Linked DNA regions of Mus musculus: all the other regions are linked to region 1. Evidence: chromatin contacts called from public HiChIP or PLAC-seq data. All regions are on one chromosome and are shown on one strand. Each heading gives the region's core, a stretch centred on a gene start, on an enhancer-like site or on the middle of the called end of the contact. The rest is flanking DNA. Distances are from core to core; before and after follow the strand shown.

Region 1 (2,752 bases), core at 105-2,604:
CACATACACAGTCATATGCACACACAGAGAGACTCACACACTCAGTCATGCACACATACACAGAGAATCACATAGTTATATGCACACACAGAGAGAGTCACATACTCAGTCATATGCACACACACACACACACACACACACATAATCACATACACAGTCATATGCACACACACACACACACACACAATCACATACACAGTCATATGCACACACAGAGAGACTCACACACTCAGTCATGCACACATACACAGAGAATCACATAGTCATATGCACACACAGAGAGAGTCACATACTCAGTCATATGCACACACACAATCACATATTCAGTCACACACACACACACACACACACACACACACACACACACACGCGCGCACGCGCGCGCGCGCACACACACACATCTGCAGATGACCCAAAGCATGTCTTCTAAGGTTCCCTTTCCTCTCCTGCTGACAGGGAATAAATGCTACTATCACATCTGTCCACCCTGGAGCTAGTTATTGTTTACGGCCCTGTCTCTATGTTGCAGATGCCAGCACTGAGTTGTAAAAGTTGTCCTCAAAGAGTAGAGGCCTCTCTCTGTAGCTCAGGCTGGCCTGGCTGGAACTCAATACTAAAACAGGTTGGTCTGAAACTTTCAGCAATCCTCCTGCTTCAGCCTCCCAAGTGTTGGGATTTTGGGTGTGAACTAGCACACACTTGGCTAAGTGAATTTTTGTTTGGTTGGTTTTTTAATATAGCCATAGGGAAGGGGTCAGGGTGCTCTTATGCTGCGGCATGGGGGGAGGTTATGTTCTTTCAACATCCAGGGCAGATCTCTGGGTGGAGCTTCTCAGACCACAGACCTACTGGACTGTTTTCAATAGTCAAGGCCTTGGCCGGACTGGGGGGGGGGGGCCGCTTGTGAGTCCATCTGAGGGCCTGGGGGACAGCGACTCCAGCTGGAAACCTGGGCTCACAGTCTCACTAAGAAGTTGGTGACTTTGGGTAGGGCGCTTTTCCTCAGTTTCCCTGTCTGTGAAGCTAAGTAAAGAGTTAAAATGGATATTTGCGGAGGTGCCGTGTTCTCAGAGGATGCGGTTTGCCAGCAGATCCCTCCTATGGGGGACCAGAACCCAGTGGTGGAAATGAGCGCACAACTCCAACGCGTGTTCTGCTCTCAACCGGCTTGGGGACAAGGTGCCTCTGTCCTCCATACCCACTTCAGCGCCTCCCAGGAGGGCCACTGGAGTCCGCTCTGCTCTTGGCCTGTCCAGGCACCCTGGGGTGCACGTCGATCCCGGAGCTGGGCGGGTCAGGAGTAGCCCACGTGATCTGAGCCGCAAGTTGGGCAGGACCGGCGCCACAGCTGCCTGGATCCCCGCACACAGCTCTGTCTAGCTCAGTGCACCCTGACACTGGCCTCGCTCGGTGCCTGGGGTTTCTCTCTCAGGAGCTAAGAGAAAGGAGCAGAGGCCAGGACCCACCGAGCCAGAGCTACAGGCTGGGCATTCCCAGGAGAGAGGCTGGTGAGTGCACCAAGGACCTGGGGCTTGCAGAACTCCCAGAAGAGGGAATCTGGCTCAGGGAGGGTGCAGCGACACCTTACTTCTGAACTCTGGGCTTCTTCTGGATGCCTTAAACACAATGGGCGAAATCCTTGGGGAGCCCATTTGGGGCTAAACAGTTGGTTTTAATTAAAAGCTTCCTTTGAGCTAAAAGCTGGTGCCTTCGGGAGACTTGGACCGGAGCCCAGGGTGAGAGGCTATTTGTACAGAAACTTCCTCTTGGCTGCCCTCTTGGCTTCCTCTTGGCTGTCTTCTGGGAGCAAGAAGAAAGCAGATAGGTGCATGAAGGAGGCACCTGCCCTCCTCCGGACTTAGTGGAATCATGTTGTTGTTGTTGTTGTTGTTGTTGTTGTTGTTGTTGTTGGACCATAGGTCCTCTAGGCCCTCCTTCTTATTATGAAGATGTGAGAGGAAATGTGTTAACACCTCGAGTGTCACCCCACTGTGTCCAAGCCTGGGAGAGAGCTGAGTCTCACAGATGCAGGAAGATTTCACAGAGCACACACCTATGTCCTACTGACCTGAACTAAAAACACAGTTCTTTGCTTTCATCGGAAATGAGTTGGTGCTGTTGTCTGTTCTGTTTCTATGCCACAAGGATTGCTCTTGTTTCCTTCTGAGGGCTTTGAGTAATAACCAGGGTACAAGACTCCCCTAGATACCCAGGGCACAAGTCTCAGGAAAAGGGATGGGCTAAAGACCAGGGGTAGCTGGGCATTGAAGTTGGTGAACCCCTGAGCCTGATGGCTCCCTGGCCCAGATGTGTGTCATTTAACACACACCCATCTCCCAACTGATTACAAGGCCTTAGTAAGACACAGCAACAGCTTTCCTGGCCACGAGCATCACCCCTCCGGGCCCAGGTCTCCAAGGTGTCACTTCTTAGAGCATCACCAGGCAAGGTGGGGAGGTGAGTTCTTCCATCTCACCCAGCATCAGTGCCCCATCTCCAAAGTGGGTACCAGGGCAGGTGCCTCACAGGACTTGGAACCTGGTCCAGGCACAAGCATGAGAAGCTGGTGGGTCATCCTGATGCATTAGTGACTCTGAAAAGCTGCTGAGAACTAGAGGAGGAGGGAGGTTGGAGAGGGACACTGGGGGAGGGGGAGGTCAAGGAGGGGGAACTGGGAGAGGGGGGAGGTAAGGAAAGGGTAAAGAGGACACCAGAGCCTGTAGGCTAATGATACCGTTCCCTTCCTTCAGTA
Region 2 (2,752 bases), core at 76-2,575, 760 kb before region 1:
ACCTTAGGCTGCTAATGTGGCTTCCAGTCTTGCCTCTTCATAGACTCATGCCAGGATCACTGGGTAGAGCCTGCTCTCTCTCTCTCTCTCTCTCTCTCTCTCTCTCTCTTTCTCTCTCTCTCTCTCTCCACCATTTTCCCATGGAGGAAGGGGTTTTGGATCCTTTGCCGTGCTAGCTCTTCTTCCCGCTGATCCGGGCTCGCCCTCTTACCTACACTTATTCTGTGTCTCCTATGGACCATCCTGGGTCCACACTGTCAAGTTCCTACTTCATCTCTATGAAGCTAAGAGCTGATATTCAACAGCCTTCCTTCGAGTTCCACAGGCTGCATGCATGCAGTCTGCTTTCCTGGTCTCCCCACACCCCACTCCTCACTTCCAGGCTTAGGTTTCCTGAAAGTCAGTATTGGGAGGCTGGGGGTAGGCTGGAGCTGGAGCTGGAGCTGTGGTATACAGCTGTTACACATTGACGCTGTGAGCCACTGCCCCATGAGGATGTCTCTTCAACAAGATGGAAACAGCACGCAGAGCTACAGCTTTACAGGATGGCTGTGGCCATGGCTGGGCCCTGAAACTTACTCCAGTCAAGCCATACCGTGTGCTCCCAATGTGAAGTAAGTGCAGAGCCAGGTACACAGGGTGGGGACAGACACACACAGGGCAACAGCCTCGGGGTTGGGCTGGGAAATAGGGTATTGCTGCTTCCCCCAGATCTTTCTGGAGCTCGATCTAGGGACTGGTGTTTCCACAAGCAACCCCTTCATGACTAATAGAAAAGCCACCTCGGTCACCCATGACATGTGATGAAGGCCTGGAGGTCCTCCCCTGGGGAAGGAGGGAAACAGTCTAGTGTTCCTTGCTGAGACAGGGAGAGTCATTTCTGAGGCACATTGAACTTGATAAAAGATAAAAAGGAGGAGGGAGGAGGGAGGGGGAAAGGCAGAAGCCACCCTGCCCAGGCGACCCCCCCACTAAGGCAATAGTAACCCACCACTTACAGGTTCGACATGGTTGGCCTCTTTCTGTCTTTCCTTCACCCACAGGAAAGCTTTTCCTTGGCCTCTAAAGGCTGGCCTACTGCCGAAGTTGGGGGAACTCCCCCTAGAGGTTTTCAGAGGTTGGGGATTCCTCTGGAGGGAGGAACAGGGACTGAGGACAGCCTGTCTCTTAGGGCAGGGAGAGGCTTGGCAGGGTTGGTGACCTGTGGCCACCCTCCTGGAGAGCAGGCTCTGACTGGGATTCCCTCGCTCCGGTTGCTGCCTCGGGCTCTGGAACCCCACTTCTCCCACTAGAGCGTCTTCAGGTGGCCCCTAGCAACAGGAACTCTACATCTGAGCAGTGCCTGCTTATGTTTCCGTTTCCGTGGCAACTGCAAGGCAGGGCGCGAGGAGCTAGGGGCGAGGCAAGTTCTGCAGCTGACCGGGTGGGAGGAGCTACGTCCGGCTCTCCAGGTCCTGCTTTGTCTCTGTCTGGAGTCTCTGACATCTTCCCATCTTCAGAGTGGGTGCAGAAGTTGCGCACTTTGGCAAGCGCAGAGGCCGGCACTCCATAAAAGAGAAGTGCCCTGTTTATGTGAGCCGTCAGCGACCCGCAAAAAGGCTTTTCTTAGTTTTCATTCTTAGTTAACGTTAAAATTTAGTGGCAAACTTTACAAAGAATCTGCAGTTCCTTTAGGGGCATGCCCTGAATCGCACAATAGAGAGACAGGATTCGGGGAGGGAGGAAAATGTGGGGGGAAAGTGGAGAAGAGGGAGAGGGGAAAGAGGAGAGCCAACGCAGGAAGCAACAGACCCAAACCACAGACCATTATCGAGGGAGGGAACAAAGGAGGTACGAACCTCTCCCCAACCCTGTAGCAGTATGAACCTCCATCTAGAGGCTGCAATGGAGTCCTGATTTATGCTAGGCCCAGTTCCCCAAGTCTTTGTGGAGAAAGCAGCCAGCCAGACAACACACCAAGGGTCCCAGGGATGTTTTTTTGATGAAAGGGTTCAACAGAGAAAGGAATTGGGAAAAGCTGAGAAAGGCCAGGCACAACTCAGCATGTCCTGACTTCGAGGAGCCGGAATCAGCCATAGTGACTGTGGCTGGGTAAGATGGAGACTCATGGGCTGCTCAAAAGGGTTAGCTGGTGTTCCTGGGGGGCGGGGGAGGAGGAGCTTCTAGGGCTCTGGAGATTGGTTAATTCCTTGGGGGAGAAATATGCGGGCCTGACTTTTGATCCCTAGCACCCATGGGGAAAAGCCAGGTTCTGTGGCACACATCTTTGAAGCCTGTGCAGACAAGACGATCCCTGGTGTGCACTGCTAGCCGATCTAGTCTGTTCTGTGAGCTCCAGGCTCAGGAAGAGACTCCATCTGAAAAAATAAATGAGGTGAAGAGCAGTCCAGGAAGAAACCTGATGTTGATTCTGGCCTTTATCTATGTGCCCGCCCACAATTCATGGAAATACAAAGAGACATCTAAGGTGGGATGGGGGAAATAGAGAGAAGGAGGGAGAGAGAAGGAGGGAGGGAGGGAGGGAGGGAGGGAGGGAGGGAGGGAGGGAGGGAGGGAGGGAGGGAGAGAGAGTTTTCTTGCTATGTTCTGGGAGAACCAAGAGATGGCAAGACAACACCAGGAGCCATGCTGGCTGTCAGCAACAAGTGCTTTCAGTGCCAAATACAAAGTGCAAAGCTCTCGAGGGGAGAGTGGGAGCCACTTAGTGCTCAAATAGGAAAACCATCAGGACCTTAACTAGCGTGTTAAATGT
Region 3 (2,752 bases), core at 82-2,581, 630 kb after region 1:
TAGTACCTCTCTTCTAAGTCTTTAGGTTAAAGTCTAATGTTAAAGTATTTTAAATAAAACCTCAACATTGCTTCCATTAGTCTTAACAAATTTTTTTTTTCCCGAGCCAAAGCAGTAAGTCCAGTTTTGCTTGAGTTTTGGTCTCAACGAAGTTCTCAGGCTAGGGTGACAGCCTGGAGTTTTATCTCTGTCCCCTCACCCGTGACACTCCCTTTTCTGGAAGCAAACTGACACCTACTATTCCACTCTGTTTCCGAAGCTGATTCCTTTAGTGACCTATGTGTGGAAGAGTGCATTATTTGTTCGTTATTGCTGGCTTATTTCACTGAGCAGAGATCCTCCAGGGTTGGCCATGTTGTAACCTGGGGCAGAGGCTTTTTAAAGGATATATGGATGGCCACGACACCACATTTTGATGCGCATTTGGGTGGTTTTACCCTTGAGGTATCCCAGCCAGGGATGTGCAGCCGTGGAGCAGAGCCATAAGGCTGAGCCACCTCTGGCTCTTTGCCTTGCAGCGTCATTGGTGTCACCTGTCCCTCGTGCCAACGGTGTTATCAAGACCAAACACCACTGCAGGAATCTCCCCGCTCCCCTCAAAACCCTCAGAGCCCGTGGCTCTGTTCCAGGATGCCTCACACAGCTCCACAGACCTGTGCAACTGAGCCAGTCTGGGCACGAGGATTTGTTGGGCACCTATAGTCGCTAGCTCCCAGCTGGTGTGCCATGACCACACAAAGATGCAGACAAGTCACAGCCGCGGTGTTGGAGACTGTGGCCTTGCCTCCATCTCACAGGACAGCGGGGCGCTTCTGTCTCCTTAAGGCGCGGTCTCCCCCCGGTCCACTGGGGTCCTCCCCCTGCAAGGTACCTTCCCTAAGTTGTGTAGAGGAGAATGAAAGGACCCGACAGCGTCCATGCTTAAGAACTGTTCGTAACGCAACGCACACAGTGTGACCGATGTAAAATCGGGAGTGCTTGAGGGAAAGCCACTCTGTCAACACGCCTTGACCAAGTTACAGACACTATTGGCTCCATGGAGACATTCTGGGCTGCCTTCGTCTAACACAACTTTGCAAGTCACCGACTCGGAAGGCACCGTTTGGAGTCTCGTAGAAAGGACAGCAGCGCAGCCCCACGTCACTCAACACCCTTCAGCCGCTGCGATAGCGGACCACAGTCCACTGGGCCGTAACGGTCCCGCCCACGTCCCGCCCTCCAGTGGGCGGGAACAGAATCGACCAACCAGGAGTTCCTGAGGCATGCAAATAAGCCTCCGCCCCCAGAGGAAAGGCGTTTCCCCAGAAGCTGCTGCTGTTGCCTCGGGAGACGCAGTTTGGTCAACCCCGCTAATCAGCAATCAAGTCCGTTAGCCAGGCCGGAAGTGGAGACCCCAGCACCCTCCGTCCGGAGCAGGAAGTACGAAAAGGAGGCTCATACTCCCCGGAAGCCGAGCCCTGGACACGCCCACCTGCCGGAAACGCCGGCGGTGCTTCTCTGACAGCGTTGCTCTCTGACAGGATTGCTGCGGAGGTGGACAGGCGGCGGGGTCAGGGCGGAGGCTGAGGACCAAGTAGGCATGGCGGAGGGCGGGACCGGCCCCGATGGACGGGCCGGCCCGGGACCCGCAGGTAACGTGCGCGGCTAGGGGTAGTAGGGAGCGGGGTTGCGTCTTGGGGTCAGAGTGTCCCTTGGGCGTCCGGGACTCGGGTCCTCGGTCCTCGCAGGCCAGATCCGAGGAATCGCGCCCGGGGTCAGTAAGTGTGGACGTTAGGCTCCGCGCGGCCCTAGGCGCGCGCCCCCGCTCCTGCCTGGCCTCTCGTGGACATCCCTCCCACGGAGGTTTCTTTCTGGTGGAGCTAGCCTTGTAACTGCCACCCTGTTAGCCCATCCCCGTCAGCGATGACCCTGGCTGGACCATGGGGTTCGGATCTTCTTCCAGGTATGAGCTCACTGGTCAGTAAGGGCCCTCAGAGGTCAGCCTTCGTGCGGACAGGTTCCCTTTCCCCATCCCGCCAGCCAGTCAGCGCAGTAGCTACTGGACAAACGTCCTCCGCCCCACCTCCACCCACCTTAACGACAGTGCTGTCCCCAGAGAGCTTGCTAGTGCCACAACTCTTACAGGGGCGCTTGACCCACCTGCAGAAAAAGGGTGACACTTGCCACCTGCCTTAAAGCTGCTCCACTTTGCAGTGCTGCTACAATGGAACTAACAATTCCCAGGAGAGTTTCCTGGTACGGCGTCCACCTTGGGGTCTTTCTGAACCTGCTGGTAGGTGTTTGGTAGGTGTGCTTCTGCACCCATCTCTGATTTTAGAGTTCACTGAGCTCTCTTCTGTATGCAGAAAATCTGAGAAAGCCACAATGTTGGTACAGTCTCTTGTCATTCCTCCCTCCATCAATTCAACAAACTTTGTGGATGATGTCCTATTGGCCTGACTCACCTGGGGCTATCGGGGTGACATGAAAAAGCAAGGCAAGGCCTCTACCACCAAGAGCTTTGGTTGTCATTGAATTTGATCTCAGGGACAGACAAGATCTTTGAGTGGATTGACCTGTCATGCAGGAATGAGAAATGGGAGAGAGGTGGTTGGTCAAAGGGTAGCTATTTCTTAAGGTACAGAATAGTCCTGTGGAAGAAAAAGTGGTTTTGCACCCCACCCCGACCCCAGTGTTGTTTTAGTGTCTGTTCTGTTTGTGTGTTTCCAGCTTGGGTAGAGGCACAGGTCTTCAGTGGGTAGTTGGATTAGAT

The links. HiChIP or PLAC-seq counts read pairs in DNA pulled down with a chosen protein or histone mark.
Region 2: a contact with region 1 is called in an HNF4G HiChIP or PLAC-seq map of pancreatic cancer cells. The contact joins the promoter of 4930434B07Rik here to the promoter of Mlph in region 1. A contact is called at or near these places in 1 of 39 promoter capture datasets (cranial neural crest) and 2 of 115 datasets of contacts at active chromatin or transcription factors (neural tube and pancreatic cancer cells).
Region 3: a contact with region 1 is called in an H3K27ac HiChIP or PLAC-seq map of extraembryonic endoderm stem cells, with 4 times the contacts expected there. The contact joins the promoter of Asb1 here to the promoter of Mlph in region 1. A contact is called at or near these places in 2 of 115 datasets of contacts at active chromatin or transcription factors (extraembryonic endoderm stem cells and pancreatic cancer cells).

The regions. Positions count from the first base shown.
Region 1 is chr1:90,913,746-90,916,497 of GRCm38.p6, forward strand. It overlaps Mlph (melanophilin), which reads left to right and starts at 1,355. Exons shown (of 16, transcript NM_053015.3): 1 at 1,355-1,508.
Region 2 is chr1:90,152,167-90,154,918 of GRCm38.p6, forward strand. It overlaps 4930434B07Rik (a long non-coding RNA gene), which reads left to right and starts at 1,326. Exons shown (of 4, transcript XR_878374.2): 1 at 1,326-1,572; 2 at 1,907-2,091; 3 at 2,229-2,467. Iqca (IQ motif containing with AAA domain) reads right to left here and starts at 1,270. Exons shown (of 19, transcript NM_001368722.1): 1 at 999-1,270. The coding sequence starts at 1,009.
Region 3 is chr1:91,539,234-91,541,985 of GRCm38.p6, forward strand. It overlaps Asb1 (ankyrin repeat and SOCS box-containing 1), which reads left to right and starts at 1,332. Exons shown (of 5, transcript NM_001039126.2): 1 at 1,332-1,631. The coding sequence starts at 1,580.